4 separate regions of the Mus musculus genome follow, and regions 2, 3 and 4 are each linked to region 1. Evidence: chromatin contacts called from public promoter capture Hi-C data. All regions are on one chromosome and are shown on one strand. Each heading gives the region's core, a stretch centred on a gene start, on an enhancer-like site or on the middle of the called end of the contact. The rest is flanking DNA. Distances are from core to core; before and after follow the strand shown. Region 1 holds the start of Ppp2r5d (protein phosphatase 2, regulatory subunit B', delta). Region 2 holds the start of Aars2 (alanyl-tRNA synthetase 2, mitochondrial). Region 3 holds the start of Slc29a1 (solute carrier family 29 (nucleoside transporters), member 1). Region 4 holds the start of Tmem63b (transmembrane protein 63b).

Region 1 (2,510 bases), core at 6-2,505:
AATGGCCTGTGGGGTTGGGAGTGTAGCCCAATGGTACTGCACATGCTTAGCATGTGCAAGACCCTGGGTCTGATCTCTGCCACTGCAAATAATAAAGAAACCGAGTGTACTGGACGGCAGAATGAGAAGAAAACTAAACAGAACAGGCCAGAAGAAAGGGAGAAATCCTGTCCTGGTGCAAAAAAAGGAAATGCAAAGGTTATCCTAAGGAATACAGGGAGGAGCCTCTAACAGATTAGAAACCGAGTCCCGTCTAGGGTGAACATGGAAGCCAGCTGATGCCAGTTAGGCACTTGCACAGAAGAGCCCTCCAAGTTGGGAGACCTGATATTGCAGCTGGGCCTCCAGCAGGATGTGTGACCTTGGACAAGTCCCTTCCCCTGACCCGGCCTCAGTCTCCTCATCTGTACCACTAGCATGCTAGTCTGCATGTGCTCCAAAGCTCCCTTCCAGCACAGACGTTCTGGGGTTCCATCAACAGAAGAAGGGCTCGGTCCTGGCTTACAAGTTTGTGTGTAAAGGAAGACTCGAGGGAGGGGCCTAGGCCAGATTTGGGCGGAGGAGAGAGAAAGCAGAGCGGTTCTAGGTCAGGGGCTTGTCGTGGGGGGGCGGGGGGGGGGAAGGAGGGACTGTACAGAACTGTGGAGAGGCCGTCTTTTAAGCTGGTGAGGAGAAGAGGGAAGGGGCTGCTCAGGGCGGGGGTGGGGGAAGTACTGGAGGGAAATGCGGTCTTAAATGAGCACTGTCCCAAACCGTGGGGGATCGGGGACAGATAAAGGCGGGGAGAAAAAGCAAGGGAGTGAGCCGGGAGTGGAGCAGATCTGGAGGGGGCCGGGGATAGGAGCAAAGAGGAAGGGAAGAGGGATAGGTGGGGGGAAATCTGTCCGGGCAAAGACGGAGAGCTGTCCCAGCTGCTGCACGGACTGGGGGTGCTGGCAGTCGCGCGGCCCTGGGGCTGGCCGCGGGAGTGCTGCGGGGGGCCGGACCAGAGGGTCAGTCTGAGGCTGTCCCGGGCCTGCCTCGGGCCCCTCCCAGAGCTGCGCGCAGGCCCGGCGGCGGAGGCGCAAGGGGAAAGGCCACGCTCACCTTATCCTTCTTCAGTTTATAGGACATCTCGGCCGGTCCACACCCGGCCCGGCTCCTGCGGCCCCGCTCCGGCTCTGCTCGGCCACACTCGGCCCGCTCGGCGTCTCTTCGCCACCGCCTGCGCGCTGCGCCCGGGCCGAGCCGTGGCTGCGCTTCCAATTGGCCCGAACTCTTACAAACCTGCCTGAGAACCAGGAGCCGCCTCCTCGGATTGGTCATTGGAGCCAAGCAGCTTCCCTTTTTTCTCATTGGAAAGAAAGAGTACAAACCGCCAGGGTTCGGCTCCCAGAATTGGCTGGAGTGGAAGGTCCCGCCCTGAAAAGGGTCGGGCTTCGTGGAGGAGGCGGAGCCATGGGGAAACCCGAGCTTGGCTAGCAGATCTGTTCTCCGGCGTCGCCTTGTGCGTCGTCCTCTGCTATTCTTCAGTCCTTTGAGCTCTGCTCCTTCCCTCCAGAAGTGGCTCTCATGTTCTCCCCTGCTCTTCTACCTGCCCTGCTTCGTACGGACTGGAGGAAAAAGGCCCTAACACGAAAAGGGCACCTTTCTTCACAGGAATTTAAAGTAGCTCAAATTGCACACGTGAAATGATAGAGAAGACTCCCAAGGGTACTCCCGGGCATTCATCAAGTCTGTCCTAGATCACAGTTGCAGAGGAGCAGAGGGGAAAGCCTATCAGCGGTGGAACCGGGCTGAAATAAAATAAGAAACCCTGGTTTGCTGCAGCTTCAAGACGTGGGTCCCTGTAGCTGCTGGAAGGGTGCTGGAATCGGTAAAACAGCTGCGTTTGGAGCCACTGAGAATGAAGTGAAAAAGCAGCCTCATCGTTCCCTACCTGAGCCCTGAGCCGCCGCCGCACCCAAGCTAGTGTTCAAGTGGGTAAGACTGGGTTCTTGCCCTCAGGTAGTTCCCACTCTAATGAGGTTCACAGACTCGTATTAAGAGACGATTAAAATACAATCACATAAATTACACAAACCTCAGAATGACATGGAGGAATATATTTTAGTTATCCTAGTAGCCAATAGATTACATTAAAGAACTGGAGGAGGTCCATCAAAAATAAATCTGCGAGCTGGGTGTGATGGGTTTGCCCCTGTAACCCCACCTCTTGGAAGATAGAGGCAGGATGATCAGGCGTTACAGACCAGCCTTAACTATAGCCAGTTGCAGACCAGTTTGGACTACAATAAGAACCTCTTAAAAGAAAGAAAAAAAAAAGACAAAAAAAAAAAAAAAAAAAAACCTACCCGCCACCACAAACAACAACAACAAAGAAACAACTCTCAGAACTAAAAAGTTACAAATAAGCCTGTGGCCGTTTGTTCCCCAGGAAAGAGGTCTTGGATTCCCCCAGGAGCATGATAACCAAACAATAGTCAATCATCCTTACACAAAGAGCAGTAGCCCCAATATTGGGAAAGATG
Region 2 (2,510 bases), core at 5-2,504, 1.2 Mb before region 1:
ATGTATTCCCCGAAAAGAAGCTGTGCTTCAAAAGTTCAAAAGACCCAAATAACACACAAAGACTGGTGGCCAAAAGAGCCCCCTGGGTGGCCAAGGCTGTCCTTCTGACCACAAAGACCTCAGTTCTGTAACCTCTAGTGCAGTGGCTCTCAACCTTCCTAATGCTTCAACCCTTTAAAACAGTTCCTCATGTTGTGATGGCCCCTAACCATAGAATTATTTCATTGCTACTTCATAACTGTAATTTTGCTATTGTTACAAATCGTAATGTAAATGAATGATATGCAACCCTATGTGGTTGCAACCCACAGGGTGAGAACCACTGCTCTGTTGGGTCTTAAACTTGGCAAATCCCTTTCTCTTCCTAGATCTGCTAACTTTCCCAGACTAAAGGTCAAGCAAGGTCATCATGAGAAGTCCTTGAGCTGTCTAGCTGCACCCACAAGGTCTGTTACCATAGAAAGGAAGTCAAGGGGACTGGGCCTGCCAGGACAGGTATCTCTTTTCTCTCAGCAAAATTCAAAGCCTCAGGGCCCTGGGAGGCTCATGGAAAGCCATCGCCACAGCTCTCAGCCAACAGCTTTGTCCTGACCTGTCGACCTGGATTCTCTCATCCCCAAGCAAATTAAAAGACCAAATGTCATTAAGCAATTAATAATGGAGCAGATGCAGTCTGGCTTCTGTGTCTCCACCAGACTCCTGCTCCAAAGAACCTGCTTCAGTCCCTAAGGACAAAGTGGCTCTGCAAACCGAGGGCAGAAGAGGACCTGGCAAGGTCTTAGAGCAGTGCCTGGCACTTACGCAGGGTTCTTGACCACCTCTTGAATACTCACGATCCCTTGGCACTCTTCAGCCTGGATCAGCACAAACCACACGGTCCACGCACCGAATTGCACCCACACCTGTTCCTTTGCAACTCCACAAAATCAATAGCACAACAACCATTACTGCCAGAATACAGATTTTGGAAGCAGAGGCATTGTGTTAATATTGCTACTAACGTTCAAAATACAGCCTAGCATGTAATGATCTTTTTATAATTATCTGTTCAATCCTGGATGAATTAAGGGCCTACTCTATGCAAAGTTACGGTATGCTGAGCCGCTCGCCAGGGGAAGAAGTCCCCTTCTTGGGGAAACACTTTCACTAGAAGCTGAGACTTGCCCCCCCCCCAAGTCTTCCACCCGCCAGGGGCCGCTGTAGGAAACACTAGGCGTCCTTTCGAACGTCACTCTTTGACCCCGCGAAGCCGTTGCCCGGAGCTAAGATGGCGGTGGCGTTGGCTGCCGCAGCCGGTAAGCTGCGGCGAGCCATTGGGAGGTCGTGCCCATGGCAGCCTTTCTCAACCGAGCCCGGTCCACCCCACGGAGCGGCCGTGCGGGACGCCTTCCTGAGCTTCTTCCGAGATCGCCACGGCCACCGGCTCGTGCCCTCCGCTACCGTGAGGCCGCGCGGCGACCCCAGCCTGCTTTTCGTCAATGCAGGCATGAACCAGGTAGGGGCGGGGCCACACCGATCGGGGGCGGAGCTCGGGAGTCAGCCTGAGAAAAGCGCTTCAGGATTGGACCAAAAAAGTGAGGGGCGGAACTCTGAGTGGAAGAGAGGCTGGGTAAAATGGGGTGGGGGCCTGGTTAGGTCTTGGGGAATTAGCTTGGAAACTTGTGGGGAGAAATTAAGTTTATTATCTCTGGATAGCAGCTGTGAAGTCCTGAGGGGCAGGCTCTGAGTGGAAGACTATTTAAATAAATAAAATTCATCCATTGAGTAGACATTTATTGCACTCCTGCTAGGTGCTTGGTAATATTCTTGAAGCTTTGATTCTGTCCAACCACTTCCCTTATCTGTAAATTTTACTACTTTTTACTAGGCAGAGTCTCTTGTTTAAGTTCATTTACCTCTTCTCTACCCTTCCTGACTTTTATGTGCTTCTAGTTCAAGCCCATCTTCCTGGGCACAGTGGATCCACGAAGTGAGATGGCAGGCTTCCGACGTGTAGTTAATAGCCAGAAGTGTGTCAGGGCTGGAGGACGCCATAACGACCTGGAGGATGTGGGGCGTGATCTCTCTCATCATACGTTTTTCGAGATGCTTGGCAACTGGGCTTTCGGGGGTGAATATTTTAAGGTGAGTTTCCAGGGAGCTCTAGAGTTAAAGTCTTTGAACCCTGAGTGCTGGATGTTGTGACCAAGAGCTAAACACAGTGTGTTATAGGGGAGACAGAAAGATGACTGGGTTGGTAAAGTGCTTGTGGATTCCCCAGAACTCGAATTTAAAGTGCGGGCTAACGGTGTGTGCCTATGATGCTGGAATGGCCAGATGGGAGATGGAAACAGATCCCTGAAGAAGTTCACAGACAAGCTAGTCTGGCCAACATCAAAGTCCCAAGCTAATGAGAGACCCTGTTTTAAACAAAAATTAGCTCCTAAGTACAGTCACCCATAGTTGTCCTTTGACTTTCACAAGCACATGTCCACATGTTACAGGTGTGTACACCACACATACACGGGCAC
Region 3 (2,510 bases), core at 5-2,504, 1.1 Mb before region 1:
GGGCTTTCTTTACTTTTGTCCCAGTAGAGATCTGATAGCAGTTCAGGGCCTCTGGTATCATTTCAGCCATGCCTTGACCTGCCGAGATGGAGAGGCCCTGAAAGCTATCGCCCATCTGAGGCCTTCCTGCGTCCTAAGGGTCCTCTCACATAGCTCAGTTTCTCAGCCTAGTTTCTGCTACATCGGAATCTTCTCTTGAAATCTGAGGATGCCCCTCTTCCAGCTGCCCCGTTTCTACTAAACAGTTAGGGCGATTGAGGTTTAAAGAGGCTCCATCACTTGAGAAAGCCCGCAGAGCTGGTGAATGGGGGTGACAGCATCAATACTCAATGTACCGATCATTCTAGATTCCTTCTCAAGTGGGGAAGGCAAAATTAACAAGGCTCCTCAGCTATTCGTGTAGGCTTCCAGGAAGGCAACAGTGCTCCAATTAAAGGGTTAAAACAAGTGGGAGATTCAGGCCATTCTTTCACATAACATTAGTTTCAGAGTCATGACAACTCACAACCATTCCACCACGCATATATTATTGTATGCAAAGGTCACACAAGCAGGACAAGAGGAACAGGACGGAAGGAGGGTTAATGGAGAAGAGGGGGTTGGCTCAGGCTTGGCAAGAGGACCCGAATGGGGTATAAGGTGCAGGGGTGGAGAGAGCCTTCATCCAAAGGAAGCCTGGGTGTGCGCGTCAGTCCTTTATCTTGTCACACGTTCACTCTCCGCGTAGAGTAAATGAGGACTCGCCCAGGAAAGGGAGGCCAGGAACAGGAGTTTAGTCTGTAAATGGCCAGCTAGCTCCCTTCACGTCCATTTGTATTCCCGCATTCCCCATCCTCCTGCCTCGGGGCAGAAGGCAACACAACCCCTCCCTCTAGTTCACACAGGACTGTAGCATTGAACTACCCACACGCCGATCCTCTGCGGAAGTCAACACAGCGACAGTCGCTTCCAGGCCCAGAAGCCAGGCTGTCTTGGGCCCAGCTCCGCCCTGGTCCCCACAAAAGGAGAGTCCCCCTACCCAGAGCCAGGCCCATGCGCGCCACGTGCTGGCGCTGCTCTGCACGCGCCGCGTGGGGGCCGCACCCCAAAGTCCCTGTCGCGGCCTCGGAGCTGGCAGACCGGGCCTCCTTTTCCCTCCTGGCAAGCCGGACACTCCACTCTCTACCCCGGAGTCCCCAACATGTCCCACCCAAGCCCTACGAGCACCTGCTGGAGAAGGACACCTCCGGCGACGAAATCTGCGCGCTTGGCCAGCGCTTCCCGCGCCCGCCCGAGCGCTTTCAAACCCGCCCTCTGCTGGGTCCGCCCCGGGCCCGTGGGAGCCACCTCCTCCCGGCGACAGCCCCGCCCCCAGGCTCCTCGCCGCCCCCTCAACAGTTCACCGGCTCCCAGTCAGAGACCCTACGCCTAGGGCCGCCAGGGCTGCTGGCTTCGATGGCGGAGCACGTCTTTGGACCCTTCCCAACTGTCACCCGGACACGCGAGCCTGGGAGGGGGGCACGGGCCCCCCACTGCGTACCCCTAATTTCCGCGCTGGCCCTGCGCTCCTAACTCCTACACATTCCACGGCGGGACTCTTGCACAGACAGGCCCTCTGCTCACCCAGGTCCAGACGCCCCCACAAGCCACGCTCCACCTCAGGTGTTCCGTTATCCCTCTCCGAACCCCGCCCACGCCATTATTCACACTCCACCGTTTTACTGCTAGCAACCCCCTCACACACACACACACACACACACCCTTCTAATACATCCTTTTTCCTTTCCACTCCTCCTTTTCCCTTCAAGAAGACTTTCTGGGATACCTCAGATTTGAGCGTTCTGGAACCCAGACGCTGGAGGTGTTTTGTTTTCTCTCTCCTGCCCTCAGACTCGCCGCACACCACACAAACAGCATCTCTCCCCCCCCCATCCCCATGTTGCCTTGAAGGCTCCTTTATGAAGGCATAAGAGGACAGCCCTGAGGCCTCTAAGAAAACTGAAACACAGCTGGAGACCGGAGAAAGGGGAGCCAGGAAGAAAGGCCTCACATCCTGCACATCTTTGTCCTAGCCAGCATTTCACTGTCCCATGTCCCATCCCAAGATAACCCTCGGGGCTAGAAGCCTTGCTGAGCCTCTTACCATTCATACCCCTCCCCTTCCTTCCTTCCCCCCCCCCCCCCCGCTGGGGTACAAAGGAGGAGGGACCCCCTACAGTAGCACTCCCTACTGATGTATCCCAGAAGTTGGGGAGGGTCCTGAGGCAAGAACATCCCATCCAGATTGCCTGTCTCACCCCACCTCCCTAAGGAACCTGTGCTCCAGAGAAACCATTGGAGCTAATTAACAATTACCAGTGCTAACATCGTAGGGAAAAGACGCACTCAGTCTCCCCAGAGGACGACTGAGCCCTTAGGAGGTAGCTGACTCTGTAGGACAGTGGGTTCTCTCAAGCTGCTCTGGTGGGGGCGTATACAGCCTTCCTGCTCCCACAGAGATGACACATCTCCCCACTAGCACTAAGCAAACA
Region 4 (2,510 bases), core at 7-2,506, 1.0 Mb before region 1:
GCAGCATACCCACCACCTGAGCCTGGCAGCCACTCCCCTTCCCCTTCTCTCTTATATCTGGAAGGCAGAGGGCTGTGGTCCCCTCTTCAGGAGGCGTTGGGTACAATCTCATTCACCCGACTACTGCAGACCGGGAGGAGGTTCAGGGTCAGGGAGTGGTACTCGGTAGAGAGCAGAGCCCCAAGCCCCTCTGAGCAACCGGCCGCCAGACTTCCGATCAGGGGACCAAGGCGGGTGGCAGCACAAAGCTCCAAGGGCAGCCAGCCCCTCTGACCTCTCTTCCCCACTTCCCGGGCATCCTTGCTTTTTCTGAGCAACACAACGACAAGCTTTGGGACAGTCCGCACCAGGCGGTCAAGACGGCCGGGAGGGACAAAGCGCGCCCCCTCCCCCTCAATAGGGCCTTTGCCTACTCCGGATTCGCGTCTGAATCTTCTCCCCACCGCACCCTCCAACGCAGGCCCGGGCGGCTCATGAATGAACTGCTCTGTGTGGGGCGCAGGAGAGGACATGCTCCCCGGGCCGGCCGCCCTCTCCAGCCCGCAGATCAGTCCCCACCAGGGTTGGGGCAGCTACTCGTCTGGTGCTAACACCTCGAGCCCTGCCCTTTGCCCAAGCATGAACCCCTTGCTTGAGGCCGGCTTCGTCCCCAGCAACAAGAAAAAGAATTAAAAAAAAAAAAAAAGAGAGAGACCGAGGGCATTGGACTTGGCGACCCTAGAATGCAAAACTCGGGGGCGGAGGCGGGTGGTTCCCTTCAGCGGCGCCGGCGGCTGGGGAGCAGCTGGGACCGGAGGAGGGCCGCGCAGGGGCCGCACACCTGGACGGAGCAGGTGGAACTAGAGTGGCACTCGAGGGCCGGGACGCAGGGGTCCCACGCCTTGGAATATTCCTGAGGGGCGGGGGTAGAGGACGGCGCACATCTGGAGCCCCGACAGGGGTGGGAGGACTCACATCTGGCAGGGACGGTGCGGGTTTGGGGACAAAGCGTGCCTCCGTTGGGTCCCGTGGGGCCCGGGCACCTCTGGGTCCCGCAGGAGGTGGAAGGGAGGGGACGCGCAGCTGAGTCCGGGTGCTTTTTTTTTCCTTCCTTGGGGTGGTGGTGAGATCCTATGAGCCAAGTAAGGGGTGCTGGGGAGGGGTCCGCGTACTCACCCCTAGGCGCAGACTCGGCTCCGACTCGGGAGCCCCGGCTCCGGGCGGGGCGGGGCTGGGGAGGGGGAGGGGGAGTCGCCGGGCGGCTAGAGCTCTGGGCTCCTGCGGCGGCCGCGGCAGCGCGTGGGGGAGGGGGAGCAGAAGGAGGGAGGGAGGGCCGGGGAGGGGCTCCCGCAGGACCCGCCCCCACGCCGCACACGTAGAAAGTGCGCGCGCACTCACGGAGAACCCCTGGCGCGCAGGCGCAGCGTGCGGGGCGGGGCCTTGCCAAGCGGGGGTCCGTGGCGGGAGATTCCCAGGCTGTTAACGCGGTACGGTGGGGGCTCAGGGGAACACCTCGCACCCCTCGCGCTGCTTTTCCCGGTTTCTTCTCTGCAATAAGGGAGGCGCTGTCGGGGAGGGGTGAGGACAGGCCTTACTGGAAACCCAGTGTCAAGTGAGAAGGGTGCTCACTCTTCGCGAGGCCTCAGATCTGGACCCTCTCGCTGCCTTTTTGCCAAAGGCTTCGGGGTCCGCGCCTCCCACGCGCCCCCGATGCGCCCACCTGCTTATCCAGTTCGGGATGTAGAGCCTCGGGGAATGGGGGCTGAGATCTTGCCTGGGTTAAGTGGCTAGGCCGGTTGCTTTGACGCGTCTCCCGCAGTTTTATCTGCTTCTCTCTCTTGCTGGGCCTGGAGATGAGTTTGCTAGAAACTTCTGTGGTGTAAAGAGGGAGTCTTTGCTTTTGCTTCTGTCAGGCTGAATGACTCCTTTTGCACCGGGGATTCCCTGTATTCTCAGTTCACCAAAGACCTCTCCTAGTGGGGGGGTGGGGTTAAGACTTGAGAGTTGGAGAGGTGGAACGCCCCTTTTCTGTATGTCACCACACATCTCGAATACAAAGACACGACAGATACCACCTGTTAAATTTCGAGGTCTTAAAGGGGACAGAAGAAATACTGCTTCCCGCTGTACGCAGTAAGTGAGCTTTACACGCTGAGACTTAGATGAGGAACTGTGTAGCGGTCACAAGAGGCGAGACGGGATCACCTTGGATTACTTGGGAAATGGTGGCACCCAGGGAGGGTCTTGCATCACGACTGGACACTACCATCCTGGTCACTGTGTTTGCTGTATGTGGCTATTCAGCTGCTCGTTTTGTAGCTGGGGGTTTGCAGCTCTAAGATTTGGTCTGTTGAAGTGTCTTTCAGACACTCCCATGAGTGGCTTGGAAATCAGTTTAGTAGATCATGGCCATCGTGTGTGTGTGTGTGTGTGTGTGTGTGTGTGTGTGTGTGTTGCGCCTACAGTAGGTATTCTGTCTTGGGACACAAGGGCATGGGGGTGTATTAGGTGTCTTCTACTGTTTCTGTGTG

What was found. Promoter capture Hi-C pulls out the DNA fragments that hold promoters and counts their contacts.
Region 2: a contact with region 1 is called in a promoter capture Hi-C map of hippocampal neurons, with 2.8 times the contacts expected there. The contact joins the promoter of Aars2 here to the promoter of Ppp2r5d in region 1. A contact is called at or near these places in 3 of 39 promoter capture datasets (hippocampal neurons, liver and pre-B cells).
Region 3: a contact with region 1 is called in a promoter capture Hi-C map of the SN4741 cell line, with 2.4 times the contacts expected there. The contact joins the promoter of Slc29a1 here to the promoter of Ppp2r5d in region 1. A contact is called at or near these places in 4 of 39 promoter capture datasets (the C10 cell line, the SN4741 cell line, liver and 1 more).
Region 4: a promoter capture Hi-C map of pre-B cells shows a contact between it and region 1, with 4 times the contacts expected there. The contact joins the promoter of Tmem63b here to the promoter of Ppp2r5d in region 1. A contact is called at or near these places in 2 of 39 promoter capture datasets (liver and pre-B cells), 3 of 484 Hi-C or Micro-C datasets (B cells and CD8 T cells), 5 of 115 datasets of contacts at active chromatin or transcription factors (embryonic stem cells, large pre-B cells, pancreatic cancer cells and 2 more) and 1 of 9 other capture datasets (adipose tissue).

What each region holds. Positions count from the first base shown.
Region 1 is chr17:46,703,747-46,706,256 of GRCm38.p6, forward strand. It overlaps Ppp2r5d (protein phosphatase 2, regulatory subunit B', delta), which reads right to left and starts at 1,256. Exons shown (of 15, transcript NM_009358.3): 1 at 1,087-1,256. The coding sequence starts at 1,113. It overlaps Gm52314 (a long non-coding RNA gene), which reads left to right and starts at 1,879. Exons shown (of 2, transcript XR_003952400.1): 1 at 1,879-1,962.
Region 2 is chr17:45,505,587-45,508,096 of GRCm38.p6, forward strand. Aars2 (alanyl-tRNA synthetase 2, mitochondrial) reads left to right here and starts at 1,255. Exons shown (of 22, transcript NM_198608.2): 1 at 1,255-1,495; 2 at 1,933-2,124. The coding sequence starts at 1,268.
Region 3 is chr17:45,594,276-45,596,785 of GRCm38.p6, forward strand. Slc29a1 (solute carrier family 29 (nucleoside transporters), member 1) reads right to left here and starts at 1,255. Exons shown (of 14, transcript NM_001357771.2): 1 at 1,207-1,255.
Region 4 is chr17:45,684,962-45,687,471 of GRCm38.p6, forward strand. It overlaps Tmem63b (transmembrane protein 63b), which reads right to left and starts at 1,257. Exons shown (of 24, transcript NM_198167.3): 1 at 1,156-1,257. It overlaps Mrpl14 (mitochondrial ribosomal protein L14), which reads left to right and starts at 1,388. Exons shown (of 3, transcript NM_026732.3): 1 at 1,388-1,466.